2 separate regions of the Mus musculus genome follow, and region 1 is linked to region 2. The links are chromatin contacts, called in public Hi-C maps. All regions are on one chromosome and are shown on one strand. The core of a region is the stretch at or near the end of the contact, and the rest is flanking DNA. Distances in the headings are between cores, read along the strand shown.

What was found. A called contact is a pair of places that touch in the nucleus more often than the background predicts.
Region 1: a Hi-C map of Th1 cells shows a contact between it and region 2, with 2.1 times the contacts expected there. The contact joins the enhancer-like site here to the promoter of Usf3 in region 2. A contact is called at or near these places in 2 of 39 promoter capture datasets (the 3T3-L1 cell line and hippocampal neurons), 1 of 15 datasets of contacts at CTCF or cohesin (CD8 T cells), 13 of 484 Hi-C or Micro-C datasets (Sertoli cells, Th1 cells, bone marrow-derived dendritic cells and 10 more), 6 of 115 datasets of contacts at active chromatin or transcription factors (CD8 T cells, the SCID.adh cell line, bone marrow-derived macrophages and 2 more) and 2 of 9 other capture datasets (liver and pancreatic islet).

The regions. Positions count from the first base shown.
Region 1 is chr16:44,206,556-44,212,635 of GRCm38.p6, reverse strand. All of the region lies in intron 6 of Usf3 (upstream transcription factor family member 3), which reads right to left. Among named protein-coding and RNA genes, the nearest start is that of Usf3, 36 kb to the right of the region's middle. Within about 2 kb of position 2,300, at least 21 of the 459 cell types and tissues checked have an H3K27ac peak or open chromatin away from gene starts, as enhancers often do. A contact at or near this core is called in Th1 cells and granulosa cells, where this site is marked.
Region 2 is chr16:44,171,095-44,177,382 of GRCm38.p6, reverse strand. It overlaps Usf3 (upstream transcription factor family member 3), which reads right to left and starts at 3,986. Exons shown (of 8, transcript NM_001029889.2): 1 at 3,873-3,986.

The DNA.
Region 1 (6,080 bases), core at 1,051-3,550, 37 kb before region 2:
AACAGAAAAGTAACAATTTCAGCATTTCAATAAAAGGTAACACCTGTAAGAAGACTTGTAAAATGTGATAGCTTTATTACATGTGATACGCAACTTTTAAAAATACAAATTAGATACTAAGTTCAAAATCTACTGTTCATATATCTATTAAGCAACTAACCGTTTGCTATGTGTCAGACTCAGTTCTAGGATCTAGGAATATAGGCAAAAGCATGAAGAACTGACTTCAATTTGCTGAAGATAAATTTTAAAAGCAATGTATAGTATCATGCACTTATAATTCCAGCTCTGGGAAGGTGGAGACAGCTAGCCTAATCCAATAGGTGAGCCTCAAGCTAGTGAAAGATCCTATCTCAGGAAGTAAAGTGGAAGGCATGAGTGTGGTTCCCACATCTTTAATTCCAGCACTTAGGAGGCAGAAGCAAGAAGCTTTCTGAGTTCAACGCCAGCCTGTCTACATTGAGTTCTAGGCCAACCAAGCTAAAAAGTAAACAAAGTAAAGGCATAGCAGAAGGAACAGCACCAGAAGTGTACTCTGGCCTTCACGTGTACATGCACAGGCAAGTACACACACACAGGCGTGCTTGCACACACAATACAAATAAAGCCAAGATGCCTTGAAGAATGACATGCACGCGCGCGCGCGCGCGCACACACACACACACACACACACACACACACACACACACCATCAGAAAACAAAACCCAAAATCACACACACAAAATTGGGTGAAAAGATTTTTGCATGACACACAAGAAGCAGTCCAAAGGCAAACCAAGGACGATACGGAAGGAGCCTGTACTGGCAGTGTGAACTGAACGTCTGTGACATTCTGCCCAATTTACACGTACAGCTTCTGCTCTGTGATGTGCTGGCATGTGGAGCTGAAGTCTGAGAGAGCTCTGCCCTCCTGAGTCGGATCAAGCACCCTTACAAGAAGAAGGAGAGATGGAGAGATGGTTCACCAGCTAACACTGCGATGCAGTTAGCACCCTTATAAGAAGAGACAGGCTGGAAAGGTGGCTTCGCAGTTAAGGTCACTTACTGCTTTTGCAGAGGACCTAGATTTGGCTCCTAGTACTCATATGGAGCTCACAATCACATGTAGCTCCAGTGCATTGGCTCCAACAACCTCTCTGGGCTCTGCAATGTCTTGCATTTACCCAGGGTACACAAACTCACACATATACATAAACAATAATTTATTATTTCAAAAAGAGAAGTGTGGTGATCTTTCTCTCTGTACATAATTAGGACTAGAAAATTTTTAGTTTTTAAGATTTTATTATTTTTAATGATCTTTGTGTTTTTGTGTGGGTTTAAGCACATGAGTGCCCGAGGAGGCTGGAGGTGTTGAATCCCAGTGGTCTGGAGTAGAGAGATGCCTGACAGAGGCACTGAGAGCCAGCTTAGGTCCTCTGCAAGAGGAGCTCCTACTTAAACTGTGGAGTCATGTGTACAGCCCACAGGCTGGAATCTTTGTTTTGGACTTCTCAGCCTCCACAACTGCCAGGTTAAGCTTTTGTTTTTCTTAAGTCACTGGCTCTATGACACTTTCTTACTGGAGCCTGTCCTGAGACTCTTATTGCTTTTGAAGAGGGAGCTTTGGGAGCTCTTGGTAAAGTGACACCCAAGTAAAACCTGAAGAGGGCGAAGCATCCCCTGAGGCTGTCTGGAGGAAGAGATGCAGATCACAGCTCAGAAAGCAAAGGCATCCAGGCAGGGATGCCCCTGGTGTGTGGGAGGACAGGGCTGAAGGATGAGGCATACTGAAAAGACTAACTGGAAACGAGGCCACAGAGGGAGGGGCTTCTCAGTATTACTGCACTGATAACCACAACTGCAAAGTACCTTAAAAACTGGGCTGAGAAAGGACTATCACTTGACTGAGTTTTGGTGCCGTGCTCTCACTAGATCCCATTTCTAAACTCTTTTTAAAGGTTACATTTTCTATCAGAGCACTTGAAGGCTTATTTCTAACTGTGTGTAGACACGTGCTTTTGTGTGGGGGACAGTTCCATGTGCAGGTGCCTACAGAGCTCAGAAGAGGATACTGGATCCTGAGAAGATGGAGTCAGAGGTGGCTGTGAGCCTGCTGGGTGCTGGGATCAGAACTTGGGTGCTCTCCAAGAGCAGCAGGCCATCTCTCCAGTGCCACGGTCTTAATGAACTTTAAGACTGAAAACACAATGTGGGGGCTGGAAGATGGGTCAGTCGGGAAAGCACTCGCATGCAAGTGTGAGCCTGAGTTTAGACCACCAGCATGGGGCGTGGCAGAACATGTCTATAATTTTACCATTGTGAGACCGAGATAGGCAGATCTCTGGAGCTCACCAGTCAGACAGTTTAGCTGAATCATTGAATTCCAGGTTCAGTGTAAGAGCAAGACTCAGAAAAATAGGGTGGAATGCAACCAAGGAAGACAGTCAACATTGATCCTGTCTCCACACGTGTGTACATAGCACACATGAACATAGCACATAAAGACACACACACAGAGAATAAAAACATTATGTGTATGTGGCAAAATATAATTAATATGAAGGGATAAACACTGAAAAGTAACATTTCTCTATGTTCTCGCTCTCCAGACCTTGTCCTACAGCAATCATTGTGAAGTTGCATGCGTATCCTTCCAGAAATAATCTATGCCATTATATTCCTTAAAAATCCAGACAGAGCTGCGGGGGAGTCAGCTTGGTGGGTAAGAGTGCTGACAAGCATGCGGCCCTGACCTTGGATCCCTAGAATCTGCACATGTGGCCCTGCAACCCCAGTGCTGAGGGTGAAGAGCAAAGAGGACAGGATTGCTGGGGCTTGCTGCTTGCCAGTCTAGCCAAAACCAAAAACAAAACCCATCAAATAAAATGAAAAAACCTGTGAGCTCCAGGATCATCGAGAGATCCTGTCTCAAAGGAATAAGGTGGGCACAGCAGAGGACACTCAAGGATTTCATCTGGCCTCGACTCTCTAATGACTATTTCTTTTACTTGCCAGTTTATTACTAAGAAGCATTTTAGCTACCCACTGGTCACTTCAATTTTCTTTCTTTTGACTACTAAGCATGTGGTTGCGATTGACTAATGTCCACTCCAAAGTGCATAGTATTAATATCGCCAGGCCTTTATTGCTCTCTCATGTAGTCACTGCTGTGACGAAGTGGTTTGATTCTATAAACTTCAGTTCTGGGTTCCTTTGACTGAGTCACTACAGAGACCCAATATGCATACCTAGGAAACTAGAAAAGATTTCTTTTACTTGAAAAATAAACCAGGGGCTGGAGGTGTAGCTCAGTGGTAGAGTTTCCATGTAGTATGTATAGCCCTAGTTTCAAATCCCAGTACTGCAAAATCAGAAAGAGAAAACTAATACTGTCCTTCCTTAAGACAAGAATCAGAATTACAGTAGGACCTGATCATGCTCAGCTACCTGCCCTACTCGGACAGCAGGCAGGGAACACAACAACCTGCTAGCTGCTCTGCTCAGGGACCAAATCCTGACTTCCTCTGCACATACTAGATGCTAAAAAGTGAAATAGTTACGATTTCCTTTCCTCAAGAACTTACAAGAACCAGGAATGAAAGCTAGGAGTAGGTAGAAGGTAAGATTTTACTAGGCAGCTTCCAACATGTACTGAGTGGCCAGGCCCTTGTAGCTCCTGACCCAGGCTCCTGAAATCAGGGGCAGTCTATTTTTAAAAACATGAAACAAAACAAAAACTTAAGCAAACAAAAAGTCTTACGCATTTATAGAAATGTAATCCACTCGGTAGGGATGAAAGGAGACTGAAGTGTCAAGGAAGGAAATGTGGAAGAGCAAGCTGATCCAGTCTTGGCATCCCGCAAGTTTCATCATGGAGAAGCAACCGCTATGGTCCTTCTGGAGGAGGGTGCCAATAAGGGGCTGGATGAGAAGCCTCCAGGAGCAGTGATACCAGGTCCCTCCCATACCCATATCCTCAGCCAATGGGATAACTTCTTTCCTGCTTTAACCATACAAAGCAAATTTATTTTCTCTGAAATTTGAACTTGAAAATTTCAACCTTTGGGACAGTTGTTCCAACTAGTCAAGAGAAGGCTCCTGAGTCTAGCAAGGCAAAGCAAATGCTATGTGCTACATGTAGTTCCAGGACCTCCAGCCCTGTCCCTGAAGCAGCCAGAACTCCAGCAAGCAAGCTCACACCCTCCTTCACCATTTCTACTCCTACAGAAGAGACTGACAGAGGCTTTCCTGGGGAAAACCAAACAAACAGTTAGGGCCAAACTCAAGCATATTTGATTAGTTTTATAAAAAGCTGTTAGTTCTTTCATTAGTAAATTCTCTCTTTTCTTCCAACCTTTCTCCCTAAAATAAGTATTTCGACCCCTCTTCTGGAGGAGTATGAGGTTAGGGCTATGCAGACATCTTAAAGCCAGTCTCAAAGTTAAGAACAGGTCTCTACCACACCCAGGCTGAAAGCCAGGATGGTTGAATTTTAGTCCTTTTGAGTGGGTGAAACCTGGTGTTGTGTCTGTGTGTCCTTCAGGTCAGACAAGCCTCTAGGACTAGAGGATGGGAAGAGATGCCCTTGGTGTAACTGCTTTGTGTGGCCTAGCTTGAGGCCCTTTTTCTATCCTTGAGTCAGGGACAGGGCAACCAGACACCAAGGAAGCATCACCCCTCCCCCTCGTGTGATCTGGGGAGTGGTTCAGGGTTGTATCTGGAAAGCCAGACGAACTCCATAAGGAAAGCATTATGAGCGGCACAGGCTTGGGTGCTGGTCGCTGGATCAGCATCCCACCTGAATAGCCCTGTCCACCCGTCTCATCCATAAGAGTAAACTTTTCTCTTATAGCACTGCCTCAAGACAGGGTGAGTACCAAGGCCAGGCTCAGAGGGCCTCTTAGAGCAAGAAGGGGTGGGAAGTGAGGCAGTACATCCCAGGAAGAAGATGAGGTTGCCCAAGGCACTAAGCTCCAAGAGCCAGAGGACGATGCATATTTGTTTCCACTTGGCAAAGTAGGGAACGGAGGCTTGGAAAATTGGGAGAACAGCACCAACAAGCCAGTTCTGGCCCTGTACCCAACAGGTAGCTGGAACTGCTGCCTCAGCCCTAGTCTGCCTTGAGTGTCCCCAAGACATAGATGGAGGGTCCTTTGCCACTCCCCAGGGGAAGCGGTCCAGTGACATCTTTAAGACACCTCCACACATATCCACATTCCCCACAATGCCCACACCTGGCCTACAAATCTCTCAGGTCATTTTTTTGCAAGGTGACCCCAGGGGAAGCATGTGAATTGTGGACAGGAAATAGAGCTCCAGTCCTGGTGGCAGCCACCAGGGTCAGTGATTTCCTAAGCTGGGGGAGGGGCAGTTGCACTGAAACACACTACCATAGGGTTCTTCAGGAATACAGTTAAAAGGGCAGGGAAACTTTGACTGGCTTCTGGGTGCCTCATTCTCAAGTATGAAGCAAGCAGCAAACAAACGAAATCTCCTATGTCACTAAGCATTTAAATAAAAAGGCTCAACATTATCATTTAGACAAAATACCTAAATGAAAGGGGAAAGAGTGAATGGGGGGTGGGGGCCCACAAAAACTGAAGAAAATTTCCGGGGAAAGCCCATACAACAGTTAGGGGTAAGAATCAATAAAATAAGCATATGCCATTAGGTGGAGAATAAGAAAAACTTTATAAAAAGAAGAGACTGACTGGTTAAGACTAAAAACAAAGGACTGAGTTTTTAATCCCATAACCCACATAAGAAGCCAGGCAAGGCTACCGCTGCAGATAGTCCAGTGTTGTGGAGCAGGAACAGGGAGCTGGGAGGTCCTTTGGAGCGTGATTAAGGTGGGGAGTGAACTGAAAAATGGGGGATCCCGAACCCATGAATGCAGGGGCAGCACAAAGGGTTATTAGAAAAAACAAAGAAGGCATGATGTTGGGGGAGGGGTTGGGAAGGAGTCAGGGATGAATATGATCAAAATACTGTGTACTGTGTTCACAAAGAATTAATAAAAGTACTATATTTTTAAAATATGGAGAGTGGTAAAGGAAGACATCCCATGTCCTCCTCTGGCCTTCACATCAGTGTAGGC
Region 2 (6,288 bases), core at 2,737-5,236:
GAGACTAGCCTGGTCTACATATGGAGTTCCAAGATATACTGTCTTACACAACAACAGTAACACTTCACAAAGGAACTCAATACTAGTTATGGGATGAGGACACTCCTAAGCCATAGTAGGAATCAAACCCAAACCCATGGTTGGAATGAGCTCAAGAAAATTCTAAACCACAGGAACAAAACACTCTTTGCCACTGAATTGTAAAAGAAAAACAAAAACAAACAAACAAACAAAAAACCCTATGTGTTGAATTAACCCACACTATCAGTACAAAGGGAGTTTTTGGGTTTTTTTTTTTAGGTTTTTGGAGACAGGGTTTCTCTGTGTAGCCTGGCTGTCCTGGAACTCACTTTGTAGACCAGGCTGGCCTCAAACTCAGAAATCCGCCTGCCTCAGCCTTCCGAGTGCTGGGATTAAAGACGTGCGCCACCATGGCCGGCTCAAAGAGAGTTTTTTAAACAACATGTAGTTTGAAAGTTCAATGAGAGCTTATCACAAAAACACGCTGAGGTATAGGAGCCACTTTTCCTAGATTAGCTACCACCCCTCATAAGACACTTCTCTTTAAAGCAAATGGAGACCATCACAAAAGCAAAACAACAAACAAACAAACAAACCAAAAAAACCCCACCACAACAGGACACAATGCAGAGATCAACCGATTATGGGGAGCCCAGCCCCAGCAGGTGCATCTCCACCACAGTTCCTGCATCTGTGGTCTGGAAACATCATGGAAGAGGGGTAGGAAGGATCATAAGAACCAGAATATCAGCAGATGGCAGTGAAATGGTCTCTCTTAGAAATGGCTGCAAAACCCAGATCAGAACAATGGTGATCTCAATGGACATGCTAATGTGGAAGGAAGAAAATCTCATCATGTTCCCATCCCTATACAAAAAAAATTACAGCAACTAATGATCATTGGGAGAATTAGCCTCATCTAGGATAACCCCTCCCCCAACCCCAAACTGATTGTCCAATTCAAAGTTGTCAAACTTGACCTGTCTCCGGTGAGGCTTTGCCAGTGCCTGGCAAATACAGAAGTGGATGCTCACAGTCAGCTATTGGATGGAACACAGGGCCCCCAATGGAGGAGCTAGAGAAAGTACCCAAAGAGCTGAAGGGATCTGCAACCCTATAGGTGAAACAACAATATGAACTAACCAGTACCCCCAGAACTCGTGTCTCTAGCTACATATGTAGCAGAAGGTGCCCTAGTTGGCCATCATTGGGAAGAGAGGCCCCTTGGTCTAGCAAACTTTATATGCCTCAGTACAGGGGAACGCCAGGGCCAGGAAGTGGTAGTAAGTGGGTAGGGGAGCAGGGCAGGGGAGGGGGTATAGGAGACATTTGGGATAGCATTTGAAATGTAAATGAAGACAATATCTAATAAAAAAAATCAAACTTGAAACTATATAAGAACCACCAACAAAAATAGACTCATCTGGGTGGTGGTGGCACACACCTTTAATCCCAGCACTTGGAAGGCAGAGGCAGATGGATCTTTGAGATCAAGGCTAGCCTGGTCTACCCATGGAATTCCAGGGCAGCCAAAGATACACAGAGAAACTCTGTCTCGAAAAACAAAACAAAACAAAACAAAACAAAATTTGTTGTTGGCTTGGTAAGATGGCTCACCAAGTACTTGCTGCCAAGCCTGCCAAGTTGAGTCCAATCCCACACAGCAGAAAACTGTCTCTCAAGTTGTCCTCTGACCCCGCATCTATATACTGCAAATGCAGACCCACCCCCCCTCTCAATAATGTAATTTTTAAAATCTAAAACTATTCTTGGTGTGAGGTATGAGGGCACACATCTGTAATTCCAGCACTTGGGAGATAAAAGCCTGAGGATCGCTACAAATTCAAAGTCAGCCTAGGAGCAACGAGAGATCCTTTATCACACACACACACACACACACACACACTCACGGTATATGTGCACTTACATACCAAAGATTTCATATTTAAGGGATCTGTCACTACAATTACTTGATATAGAGGAGAAACACCCAAGTTAGCAACAGCAGGGATCTAAATTGCATTATCTGAGTGGGGTCCAAAGGTTCACATGGAAGGTTGTGGGGCAAAAGTTGAATACACAACTTAAGGCTTGCCAAGGAAAACCCTGGAATACAAGCAGAACAGCCTGGACATTGTACCAAGCTTAAGGTAATTTTCAGCCCTGGCTGCTGAGCAGAATAGCCTGGAGAGTTTTAAGAGGTATACCACAGCCTGCCTCCCTCCAGATCAAAGGTAAAGTCTGGGAAGGTGACTGTAACAAACAATCCAGTTAAGAAACCATTGGGCTTGACCACAGGAAGGAACAGCGTGAGATAACATTAAGACCTGGCTTTACTGCCAGGGGTTCCAAGCTTGCTATCTGTGGAAGCTTCTCTTCTAGCTGGAGTTAAACAGTGCGTGCATGTGCATGTGCAAGTGTGTGTGCGCGCGCACATGTGTGTGTTTCATACAAAACTAGCTCACTGTAAAATCTTTTTTAAAAAAACTTCTGTGATGTTCTATAGACGACTAGGGTAGAAAATAACTATTCTAGGTGGCCCTTACCACACTGAATGGAAATGCTTTTGTATCAAAAGAGTTCTACATTTCATCAATGCACAGACTACTACAATCACCAAACTACTAAAGCTAATCTATACAAAAGTCATAATGTTTAGACTACTGCCCAACCTTTTGACATTGTGACACAAACTTGTCTTTACAAGGTTCACTCTCTGGAACCATACAATGAAATTAAGAAAGGAAAAAAAGAAACCCTCAAGGGATTGGATATGTTTTCAATTTTGGGTTGGACCACTTTTATGTTCATTCTGGGTCACAAGTGGCTGTTGGCCTTTGGCATGCTTCTTGATACAGCTTTCATTCACAACTCTTGGCTTCTCAATGAATCTTCCTCAGTTTGCAACAAATACGTTGTGTATTTCCCAAGCAAATGGAAACATAGTATCCATACAGCAAGTCAAGTGTTCTGAGGGAAAGGAAAAGGTCACCGAGGAAACTGTCGGCCCTGCAAAGAGCAGATCTGACTGGCCATGGGGAAAAGCTACTGCAGGGTCCACTTACTCATCAAAGTTTCCTTTAAGACTCTGCCACTGTTACCCATAAAGTCGGCCAGACCTATCATGTTTGTTAATTCACTCAACTTAGTGGTAAAATGTTATCTGAACATTAGTTGGTTTTGGCAGTTAGTTTTTTGTGGTCTCTTATCTACAGATGAGGTCAATAAAAGCAAAAAAGACCCCACAGAGAGAAGAGAACTCTATCCCCAAAATGCCCAACCTCAGCCAAGCGTCCAGAAACCTCATGCTTGTTCAGGAAATTTGAAATCGGACAAGAATGCCATTCGCATGGACCAGTGCTATTCAGAAGCAAAAAGATGGGCTTCTAAAAAGAAAACGTCAGCCTAACTCTCCGACACAGAGGTGAAAGTTACAAAAGCAAGCAGCGAGTTTGACGAGTGGATCAGAAGGAAAGTCAGAAGACAAGTAAAGAGATGGAAGGGATGGCAAAAGGTGAAGGAGGCTAGCAAAGGCCACCCGGTGGGGACCTGGCTGCCCAGCTCTTTATGCACCCAGGACAGCATGGGGCCTCTGTCCGCCGGCGCGCACCGGGAGCAGGGCGAGCTCCCTCAGGCCTGGCACCCAGGGTGCGAGCATGCCGGAGTGAAGAGAGCGATCGCCCCGGGATAGGTGGGGAGTTCTGGGGACCCCAGGAACGAGGGGCACTCAGCCTAGCCCTCACCTCCCGCGGCTAGGAGGGGGTGGGTGGAGCTGAGCCCGGGGCCGCCCCCCGGAGCCGCCCCCGCAGCCGCGGTCCCGGCTGTCAGCGCCCCCTCCCGCGGCCACTCACCCGCCGGTGACGCGCTCCGGGCCACGGCGGCGGCGACCCCCGCCTGGGTCATGGTCCCAGGAGCGGAAGGCAGCGGTGTCTGGCCGTCTAGGCGAGCCTCTGGGTCCGCGGCCGCCCCCTGCTTCTGCGGGGCTGGGGGAGCGCGGGCCCGGGCCCTCCTCTCCCCCCGCCCCCGCCGCCTCTCCTCGCGGCCACCGCCGCCGCAGCGAGCCCGAGCCCTCGAGGCCGGAGACCCGGCGGCAGCACGGCCTCAACTTTCCCAGCCCCCCTCCCCCCGCCCCTCCCGCCCCTCCCGCGGCCGCCGCTCGGCACGCGCACAGCCTAGCCTGGATGCGCCTCGCTCCCGCCCCGACCAACCGGCCGGCCAATCCGGTGCTGGGGAGGCTGCCACCGTGGCCAGTCAGAAGCCGGGATTCCGCTGCGCTAGGCTGGAGGGCGGGAGGAGAAGGAGGGAAAAGCTAGGAGGGAACAGGCCTCGGGCGGCCCAATGACCAAGGCCGGGGGGCGGAGGTGTGCAAGTTGGGTTGAAAGAACAGGAAATATTCTTAAAGGTAGAGTGACAGGCAGAAAGGAAAGCCAGTAGGTGGATGAGAAAGAGGTGGGCCTGGTTCCTTAAAGGGGACGCTTTGAGAAGCTAGGAAAAAAAAAAAAAAAAAGAGGTTTTTAAGAAACTTCCTCGCACCCTGTTCTGTATTATGCTTATGGCAGCTTTCAATGCAAGCGTAGAAATGAAAAAAACTGAAGAGGAGGAGAGTGGCAAAAGATAGACAAGTACCTTTAGCCTGGAGGGTTAGAAGGTGGTAAATGAAGGTGGAAAATCCAGTCCTATGTGACTTCCCTCAGTGCACTATCTTTGGATATTGGAGACTGCAGGAATTCGTATACGGTGGACTCTTGACGTCCTTTATTTGCACGAAGCCCGTTTTCAGAAAGGTTCTGCAGTCCCCTGCTAAGGAAGTGAGTGCGTGGCTTTGGGGGATGGGATTGGAACCTTAAATTTAGGCTACTAGACACCCTTATTTAGGACCGGAGACCTCAGCGTCCTCTAAAGTGCCTTTGGAGCTCTTGAACTATCCAGCTATCTTTTTCTAGTTTTGTTTCATTTCACAAGCCCGCCTCCCCGAGACAGGTGTCTGATTCTCCACCTAGTGGTGGTGAAAGATTTATGAGCTTTTCACAACCAGATATAGCCAATTGGACTGGAACGCAGGGCATAATAGAAATACTACTTGAACCTATGTACAGTAGAAACAGACCTTGCATTGAGAAAAAGGTTAACAGTAACCCCGTTTTATGTTTCCTCCGCACTTTGAAAATCTGTGATAAAATAGGCCCTTACTGTTACTTCAAATTTGGTGCTAATAGGCAGTTTGATTTCTTTTTCACTTCCTTGTCCCATCTGGGCCAGGCCAGTGAGTTTTTTTGTTGTTGTTGCTGTTTTTCGAGACAGGGTTCTCTGTGTAGCCCTGGCTGTCCTGGAACTCACTTTGTAGACCAGGCTGGCCTTGAACTCAGAAATCCGCCTGCCTCTGCTTCCCAAGTGCTGGGATTAAAGGCTTGCACCACCACCCACCGCCCAGCTTGCTAGTGAGTTTTAATTAACTTTTGAATACGTTTGTCATTCCCTAGTCCCTAGCAGCAGAGACCTTAGGATCAGATCTGTAATAGTAATACTAATAATACATCCATGAATCTATAATGTTAATATATGTCCAGCTACACGAAATCATTTCGATGTCAGTATAAATATAAGGTTTTATGGGTAACACATATCAAATCCGGGCTACACGTAACTTCCTGAACTATAATAAATTAATTCTAATTTAAAATAAAAAAAAAATTTGGCCAGGCAGTGGTGGCACATGCCTGTAATCCCAGCACTTGGAGGCAGAGGCAGGCAGATTTCTGAGTTCTAGGCCAGCCTGGTCTACAGAGTGAGTTCCAGGACAGCCAGGACCGCACAGAGAAACCCTGTCTCAAAAAAAACAAAAAACAAAAAAACAAAACAAAAAAAACCCCTATATATATATATATTGGAATTTTGTTGTTTGAGACAGAATCTCAGTGTGTAGACTAGGCTGGCTTTGAACTCATAGAGATCCAGCTGCCTCTGCATCCTGAGTATGAGTGATGGAATTCATAGTGTGCACACCAAATCCAGATGCAAAACAAAGTTTTGACAATTTAGAAAACAGAATTTAAAGGGTTTTGAATCATTATTAATATTTTTGACATGATTTCAAAATAGAAAAAAAGCCAGGTGGTAGGCCTTTAATCCCAGCACTCAGGAGACAAAGGCAAGCAGATCTCTGTGAGTTCCACTCTAGCCTGGTCTACTACATGAGTTCCAGGACAGCTAGGGGTACACAAAGGAACCGTGTCTTGAAAACAAATAATTATTCAAACAATCAAACAA